2 separate regions of the Zea mays genome follow, and region 2 is linked to region 1. A link is a contact called in public Hi-C data. All regions are on one chromosome and are shown on one strand. Each heading gives the region's core, a stretch centred on a gene start, on an enhancer-like site or on the middle of the called end of the contact. The rest is flanking DNA. Distances are from core to core; before and after follow the strand shown.

What was found. Hi-C and Micro-C count contacts between places; a contact is called where the count stands out from the background.
Region 2: a contact with region 1 is called in a Hi-C map of tassel, with 4 times the contacts expected there. The contact joins the enhancer-like site here to the promoter of LOC100284691 in region 1. A contact is called at or near these places in 6 of 25 Hi-C or Micro-C datasets (ear, leaf, root tip and 1 more).

The regions. Positions count from the first base shown.
Region 1 is chr9:94,537,075-94,541,710 of Zm-B73-REFERENCE-NAM-5.0, reverse strand. It overlaps LOC100284691, which reads left to right and starts at 3,122. Exons shown (of 1, transcript NM_001366702.1): 1 at 3,122-4,392. The coding sequence starts at 3,213. The coding sequence ends at 3,995.
Region 2 is chr9:94,718,401-94,723,168 of Zm-B73-REFERENCE-NAM-5.0, reverse strand. It overlaps LOC103638683 (SPX domain-containing protein 1), which reads left to right. Exons shown (of 3, transcript XM_020544011.3): 3 at 550-1,339. The coding sequence ends at 1,037. Among protein-coding and RNA genes, the nearest start is that of LOC103638683, 10 kb to the left of the region's middle. Within about 2 kb of position 1,753, at least 6 of the 20 cell types and tissues checked have an H3K27ac peak or open chromatin away from gene starts, as enhancers often do. A contact at or near this core is called in ear and tassel, where this site is marked.

The DNA of each region.
Region 1 (4,636 bases), core at 1,873-4,372:
AGTTGAGCCCAAAACACTGAAATCAGACTTAGACTATTAAGGACTTAAGAGGTGAGTTTTGCAAATAAGCCCAAAACTTAGGGTTTAACTTGCAAATTCACACATTTGTGATTCAAATGACTTAAGATACTTATTTAACTTGGTTTTTGCACTTTAGTCCAAAAGTGGACTAATTTTGCACATAGGTCCCTAGGGTTTGGACTTAGGGTTTTCCAGGGTTCCAATTAGGGTTTCTGGTATCCCAGGGGTATAAAGGTGATTCAACTTTATCTTTGGGGATATTTTATAACTATTACCCTAAAGTATTTAGGTTTTCTCAATTTGGGTTAGGTTTTACCCCTTTAATCTCTATTTAGGGTAAAGCTTCCTATCCAGGGTTCTATTTGCAAAACACTAAAACAATACAACTTGTTTGAAATTTTTGCCTAGTGAATGCACTCTAGGTGTATCAAACATATGCAATGCCAATGCTTATGATGTCATGCTCAAGTTTTAGTTACAGTAACACCAGGGGTGTTACAGTACTTTACTCCAAAAACATTGTTAAATCATGTTTTGAGGACCTTCGGAAGCCGAAGGCCCCCAACAGTAGTCTTCATCCCCTACGGATGGTACCTGTACACCAAACTCAACAACATCCCATATACTTTTGTGGAGTGAGGTTAGGTGATATCGCATCATATCACTCCACCTAGCATAATCTTCACCATCAAACGTTGGTGGTTTGCCCAATGGGACAGAAAGTAATGGCGTATGTTTAGGAATGCGAGGGTAGCGTAGGGGGATCTTACTAAACTTCTTGCGCTCATGGCGCTTAGAAGTGACGGACGGCGTGTCGGAGCCGGAGGTGGATGGCGACGAGGAGTCGGTCTCGTAGTAGACCACCTTCCTCATCTTCTTCTTCTTGTCGCTGCTCCGACTCGACTTGTGTGAAGGGGATTCCTTTTCCTTCCCCTTCCCTTTGTTGTAGGACTCTCCTGATGGAGCCTTCCCGTGGCTTGAAATGGACTTCTCGCCGGTCCCCATCTCTTTCTTGGCGTGATCTCCCGACATCACTTCGAGCGGTTAGGCTCTGATGAATAACCTGGCTTTGATACCAATTGAAAGTCACCTAGAGGGGGGGGGGGGTGAATAGGGCGAATCTGAAATTTACAAACTTAAGCACAAACTACAAGCCGGGTTAGCGTTAGAAATAGAAACGAGTCCGAGAGAGAGGGCGTAAAATAAATCGTGAGCAAATAAAGAGTGAGACTCGATGATTTGTTTTACCGAGGTTCGGTTCTTGCAAACCTACTCCCCGTTGAGGTGGTCACAAAGACCGGGTCTCTTTCAACCCTTTCCTTCTCTCAAACGGTCCCTCGGACCGAGTGAGCTTCTCTTCTCAATCAAACGGGACAACAAGTCCCCGCAAGGACCACCACACAATTGGTGTCTCTTGCCTCGGTTACAATTGAGATGATCACAAGAATGAAGAAAGAAAAGAAGCAATCCAAGCGCAAGAGCTCAAATGAACACGACAAATCACTCTCTCTAATCACTAAAGCTTTGAGTGGAGTTGGGAGAGGATTTGATCTCTTTGGTGTGTCTTGTATTGAATGCTAGCTCTTGTAAGGTGTAGAAGAGTGGAAAACTTGGACGCCATTGAATGTGGGGTGGTTGGGGTATTTATAGCCCCAACCACCAAAAATGGCCGTTGGAAGGCTGCAGTCGCATGGCGCACCGGACAGTCCGGTGCGCCACCGGACACTGTCCGGTGCGCCAGCCACGTCAGCAGACCGTTGGAGTTCGACCGTTGGAGCTCTGACTTGTGGGGCCTCTGGGCTGTCCGGTGGTGCACCGGACAGGTCCTGTAGACTGTCCGGTGCGCCTTCTCGCGCGTGCCTGACTTCTGCGCGCTCTGGCGCGCATTAAATGCTGTAGTAGGTGACTGTTGGCGCGGAAGGAGCCGTTGCTCCGCTGGCACACCGGACAGTCCGGTGTGCACCGGACACTGTCCGGTGACTCACCGGACAGTGCGGTGAATTATAGCGGAGCGCCCTCTGATTTTCCCGAAGGTGACAAGTTCAAGCTAAAGTGCCCTGGTGCACCGGACACTGTCCGGTGGCACACCGGACAGTGCGGTGCGCCAGACCAGAGTGCCTTTCGGATTGTCCTTTGCTCTCTTGTTTGAACCCTTTTCTTGGTCTTTTTATTGGCTTATTGTGAACCTTTGGCACCTGAAGAACTTATAGACTAGAGCAAACTAGTTAGTCCAATTATTTTTGTTGGGCAATTCAACCACCAAAATCAATTAGAAAATAGGTGTAAGTCTAATTCTCTTTCAGAGCACCGATGTCCTCAGACGCTGCTGGTGCCTCAATCAACGAGTGGTCAACATCTTCAATGGTGAGGTACCAATATGCATCTGACGTAGTGTGTAGTAATGAATAATTTATGGGACACGAGGAGGGCAAGGAAGCTTGAACTAGGAAAGAACCGTGGTTGTCGTCGTCGGTTCCCGTGGAGTCTCCATATTCGACGGGGATGATCAGAGCCAGTGACGGCGTCGACGCTCATGGCGGGGTCTCCATTGTTGAGGCCGGTGAATCGAGCGCCATCAGGAGCAAGACCGGGAGCTGGTTCCACAACTCGATCCGTTCCGAGAAACGAGACAGGTAGATAAATTGCCGTAACACCGTACAAGAAGCATTCCACTAGAAGAGGGATCAAACCAGTTTGGGTATTAACTAAGGCAGAACTTAGGCCCCGTTTGGTTAGAGGGACTAATCTTTAGTTCCTGTTTTTAGTCTCGTTTAGTCTCTATTTTACCAAACGGAAGGACTAAAGTAGTGACTAATTGACTTTAGTCTCTAGTCCTTCATATGTGTACTAAAAGGGATTAAAGGACAACATTTACTCTAATTATCCTTTCTAGAAAACTGGTGTCAAACAAAAAATGGGCATTTTAGTCTTTATGTGTTATATTTAATGTATTTAGAATCTATTTAGTCCCTACAACCAAGCAGGGTAGAGATTAAAATTTAGTTGCTGGACTAAACTTTAGTCCTAGTACTAATGGAACCCAACAGAGCCTTATTATAATAATGTTGTGGATAGCATTTTTTAAAGACTGGTCATACATTCGTTCCAAAAAGCTCTCCTCTTCCGGTCTTCCCCCCTTCTGCAGCTGTGCTCCCCTGCCCCGCGGCGCCGCCGCCAGCCTCTCGTGCGCCATGCCACCGCGAAAGCGCCCGGCGCTGCCGCCGGATGAGCCCTCCCCTTCCTCGAAGCATCAACCTGAAGCACATCCGTCCGAACCCTCCAAACCCTCACCCGATTCCGAGCAGCCGATCATCTCGGCGGCGATCCTCGCCCAACTGCCCCCCCAGGAGCGCCTGGCGTACAAGCTCATCTTCGAGGCGGGCAACAAGGGCATGTGGATGCTGGATATCCGCAAGAAGTTGTTGATGGGCCCCAACATCGCCACCAAGGTCGTGCGTACCCTCGTGACGCGGCGGCTCCTCAAGGAGGTCAGCGATGTGCGCCACCGTAGCAGGAAGATCTTCATGGCCACCGACTTCCAGCCCTCTGCCGAGATCACCGGCGGCACCTGGTACCACGACGGCCGCCTGGACACTGACGCCGTAACCACTGCGCGCCGCTGCTGCCAGGCGCAGGTCGAGAGGCTCGGCGCCGCCACCGTGCAGATGATCCACCACGGTATTCTGAAGGACGATCCCAGGGCCGGGTACACTATCGACAAGATCAGGGATATCATCAAGACCATGGTTCTCGACAAGGTCCTCGAGGAGGTCAAGAGCACCGGCACGGGGGAGTTCAGGGATGTCAGGGCCGGCACAATGTGCTATCGGCTGGTGACTGGGGCTCCGCAGGGAGGGATGATGGAGGGAATTCCTTGTGGGGTTTGCCCCAGGATTGATGAGTGCTCGCCGGAGGGGATAATCTCACCGAGCACGTGCGTTTACTACAAGAAGTGGCTGCAGATGGACTTCTAGGCGGTTAGCCGTCTTCTGCTGTACCTGTATATGTGTATATGATGGAGTGTTGGAGTCCATTGGAGAACTCAGTTTCATATTGACCAATTGGGGCTGTTGGATCACACGCTAGGCTGGATTCAAATGTTCAATTGGAACCTCTGAAAGGATAGTCATAGAAGCGCAGTTTCAGATTCTGGTACTCATATTAAGAATCATCTCTGTATTTATTTCTACTCAGTCCTTTTAGCTTGTCATAATCTTCCATTTGTATCTATTTCATCAAGTTTGGATGTCTGTACTCACTACTCAGTATCATATCAACATCATTAATATTTAGGTAGATCGGCAAAATCCCGCTCTTGTGCTGAAGTTATATATTGACATTGAGCATGTGAACCCAAAGTGTTCCTGTTTGACATCCAAAGGACCAACAAAGGTGCACCTTCTATTCAACTTTGTAGGACCACTAAACTTAAACTAGCAGAACTTAGATTGTGAAATACAGTACAATATTCTGTTTGGCCAATTTTTGAAAACCCCAATGGCTGCAATGATAGACAACCACAATGTTCAGGTACAGTATCCATGCTGCTTGATTGTTTTAGCCCATTATCTTTCTCTGGAACTTAATCTGTCTCAATTTACAAGGTTGTCATATA
Region 2 (4,768 bases), core at 504-3,003, 180 kb before region 1:
TACAAAGACAATATAAGTTTTTGCCGTTTTTCTTTATAGGGTGTTATCATATTGTCTCTGGGACATTTCCTCAGAATTAAGGTTCATTAACGGTGCACATGATTTGGTACAATTTGGCTATGCTGTTTCAGAAGTCATAACCTCTTTCTACCATACAAACACAATATAAGTTTTTGCTGACAAACAGGAAGGTACAAAGACAACATAAGTTTTTGCTGGCAACAGGAACATTTTCCGCGTGTATCAGCTAATGAAAAATAAACTTATGAATTTGCATTCAGTAAATTTTGTTTTCTGCTGATTGTGGTTCATACATTTTTTATTTCATGGAAACAGAAATCTGATAATCATACATTATTTGGAATTTGAAGTATTTTTGTGAGTTTTGCCTATAATATGATGGTCTTGGAGAAACTGACTACAGTGGATTCAGTATATAGTCAGCCTTCTAGCTTGTCTGTACCACTTATGCTCATGGATCACTTTCTTGATACCTTAGCTATTTAGATCTTTCATCATCATTATGGTTTACCGTGTTGCCATTTGCAGGATTGGTTAAGATTCTCAAGAAATATGACAAGAGAACTGGAGCCCTGATCCGGCTGCCCTTCATTCAGAAAGTTCTTCAGCAGCCTTTCTTCACCACTGATCTCCTGTATAAGCTTGTGAAGCAGTGTGAAGCCATGCTGGAGCAGCTCCTTCCGGTTAGTGAGGCATCTGTCTCAAGTGAAGATGGAAAAGGAGACTCTAATGATGAAGAGAAGCTGGCGAAGCCAAGTTCTTCCTTGGTAAATGGTGGTGGCATGCCAGAGTTAGATGAGATCGAGTACATGGAGAGTATGTACATGAAGAGCACCGTCGCGGCCCTTAGGTCACTGAAGGAGATCCGGGGCAAGAGCTCTACTGTCAGTATGTTCTCGTTGCCACCTCTTCAGGGCAACAATGCACAGGACAGCTACCAGATCCGGGCAGAGCAACTAGATGAGGAGCCGGAGAGGTGGAGCAAAGTAACAGTGATAGAGCAGGCGGCCAAATGACAGACCGAATGGGCAAAACATCTGATGGCTGAACTTAAAAATTTTAGACTTGGACATTTGCTGGAGATGGGACTGGGATCCCAATCTCCCATTCAGAAATTTGTATGAATTCAGGATTCCTAACAGCTGCGAAATGGTGGACATGTTAAATCATAGAATTCCCAGCACAACCATCGGACAGAATTGGGCTGATTTTATTCACTATTGTGAATTGATCATGTGTTTCTACTGATATACAACCTTATGATTCGGTGTGGCTTCTGATTGTGATAATGAAAGAGAAAACAGGTTTTGGCTTGCTACTCCAGACTACACCCACAACGTTGCCAAAATACAACGTATCGGTGCTTGGAATGCGAGGGAGAAAGCTCGGAGCATCGAAGCTCAACGTTGCATCTTGTGATGCTCAAAACGTAACATGCTCGCCCACTGCAGCTTGCATAATCGACGCTGAATCACTGCGGTGGTTTTTCTAGTTGTCGAGGCCCACCACTGTGGCTAGTCTTACTTCCAACCTATAGTTCATTTCAGTTATTTATAGTTCATTTCAGTTCACCATTGTGGTAACCTACGCAACTGATATCCATGTGTTTTTTGTAGTTCATTTCAGTTCACCGTTGTAGTTCATTTCAGCATCGAGCTTGACGTTGCATCCTGTGATGCTCAAACGTAACATCTTCTACCCCGCGCAAACTATCCGAGAAGTTTGAGAATTTTCTGGGCATATTTCAGTGCCCAGGACTACCGCCTATGCGCGTGGCACTGCCGGACCCGGACCCTGGCACTGCCGCCCTGACTTTGTTTTTACTCTAATTTTTTTTTTCAGAAAGTGAGGTCTGTAGTTCTTAAGGTTTTTGGTGCATACAAATAACACTGGTCTGTGTTGCACTCTAATATGCTGCTTTGAGTCTCTAGAGGGCTTCTAGGTTGAACTTTGAATAACACTGGTCTGTGTTGCACTCTAATATGCTGCTTTGAGTCTTTAGAGGGCTTCCGGGTTGAACTTTGGGATCAAAGGCCCTGTTCGGCACGGCTTATTTTCAGCTTTTTTTAAATAAATTTAAGCAGAAATTCTGCCAAACAAATAGCTTCTGCAGCAGCTTATCAGTTCAGCAACTTCTTAAAATAAACTAAAAGTAGCCAATAAACAGAAGCTGCTTTTTACCAGCTTATCAGATAAGCTGCCTTTTCAACAAGCAACAACTGTATCAAACAGGGCCAAAGTCACATGCTCGCAAGTCGAGAATTTTTAGTGGCTCCCACTCCCTCTGGTCGTCTTATCGGTCCTACATGTACATACACATGACACTCCCAAGTACAATTCTTCTAGCGATGACGATAACAATGATGATGTAGGCTATAGTGATCTTTTTAAGGGCTTAGATAGATCCAAACTAGATAAAATTAATGAATTAATTGATGCTTTAAATGAGAAGGATAGATTTTTAGAAAAGAAAGAGGATTTGCTTCATGAAGAACATGATAAATGTGTGAAAGTAGAAAAATCCCTTGCTTTAGCCATGAAGAAAAATGAATTGCTATCTTTTGAGTTATCTTCGTGTCATGCTTCTATTTATACCCTTGAGAGTACAAATGTTGATTTAAATGTTAGAATAGAAAAGTTGAGTGTTGCTAGTTCATCTTTGGAGCATGCATCTATTTGCAATAGATGTAAGGATTTTGATATTGATGCTTGCAATGATCATGTCTCTATGATTTCAAAGTTGAATGATTATATTGCTAAACTTCATGCTCAACTTAAAACTTGCAAAGATGAATGTGAAAAGATAAAATTTGCTACACCATTGTTAGACATCCCTACATTAAAGATGGACTTGGCTTCCATAGGGGAGCCAAGGACACAAAGATCCATAAGGCCTCTAACTTTATTAAGGAGAAGGGGAAGGCGCCTATGGCTAGTAGCTCTCATCGTTCACATGATAGAAAGAATCATGCTATTATCTATGCTAATGTGAAGAATGCTCATAATATTCATCATGATGCTTGTGTTGATCATGCTATGCCTGCTATGTGTCATGATGTTATTTATTCCTCTCATGCCATGATGCTACATCTAGTTCTTCACATGTTCATGGTAGATCTAGGCACCTTAAACATGTTGTTTCTCATGCGTCTAAGGCTAGGAATGTATCTCATGGTCCCTCTATGCTATTTCATACATGTGATGCTTCTTATGTATTGTATTGCAAGAATGATAAAGTTGTTGCTTCAAATGTGGGACCAAAATGCAAGAAGGGTAAGACTTGCATTTGGGTTCCAAAATATTTTGTAACTAACTTAACATGACCCACTAGTTGGGGATCTAAACCCCAAGCCTAAATTCCTTGCAGGTTTATGCATTCGAGGGCTCAACCTAGATTAATGATAGCGGATGCATAAACCACATGACGGAGGAGAAGAAGATGTTCACTTTCTACATCAAGAATAAGGATTTCCATGACATGACCATCTTTGGAGATGGGAAACAAGGAAAGGTAAATGTGGTAGAACCTCCTAGATTATTCCAGCTTAAGTACTCAAGTCCCACCTTAGAGACATCGACACACTTAAATCAGAATAAATTTCCAGTCCGTTAGATCTAGTCCGATAATACCACTTAAACCAGATCGAGTACCACTTGCTCACTCGAAGGTGAGTCACCGAGAAATACAATAAAGCATAATACCACAATTTAAAGAGTACCAATAGTTATTACATCATCCAAGTTTTGAAAACAGTAAACCATAGTCCTTAGTGTAGTGGAAATAAACTAACGAAGATACTGAGTAACATGGTGAAGCTTGGCCAAGTCACTCCTCCTGATCCTCTCCTGTAGAGGCAACATCCCACTCGACCATCCAACCCGGTGGCAGGGTGGAAGGCCAAGTCACACCATCAACCATATCTTGCAAGATACCTGAAAAAGTGGTGTCACAAGCAAGACTATGTATACTAATACTCAAGTAGACTTACATGGTGTGAGGAGTCTACTCCTTACCTCTAGACCATGAAGCTATTTGGCTGAGGGGTTTGGTTTCCCAAAAGCACTACCTGAGTCTAAATCTAGTTTTAACTTTTCAAGTTCAAGAGTATTCTTTAACTAACTTAGCATCCTTCTAGTCACACATGGTAAAAAGCATTTATTGCAAACAACACTTTATATCATGAAACCTCATTACACTTCTTAGTCGATGCAGCAACACTTATCAAGTAGTCTCATTAGCTATGAGAAGCAAACGATTGAAATTGAGTTTTAACCTCACAAGGTAAACCTAAACACACGACATGTAAGGGCACTCTATCTGCACACACATCAACCGTCCCCATCGATTCCCTAGCAACAGACCAGGACTCATTGTCTTGGCATACAATGCCCCACTGCCCCTGACCCGGACGTGCAGTGTCTGCCCTTATGCCCACCATATCCAGAATGGGAGCCCCCGTCTTAGGACAAGTGAGGGGTAAGTTTGCGAGCAGGTTCAACCAGGTACTAGGCTTGATGATTTACCATATTTCTTAGCATGTGTTTAGTACTTTCAAACTCTTGACACACGGTACCACACATTGATCCTTATTCCAATTCTGTCCCATGGACAGGGCATCCCCTAGGGATTCTTGTCCACATAAAGTCATAATACCATTATCAAAATGGATACAATCAATTCCTGACCTCGAGCGAGTGCTAGAAAAATCAATCGACTCCTACCGAGATCCTTAATTAGCATAGCAGC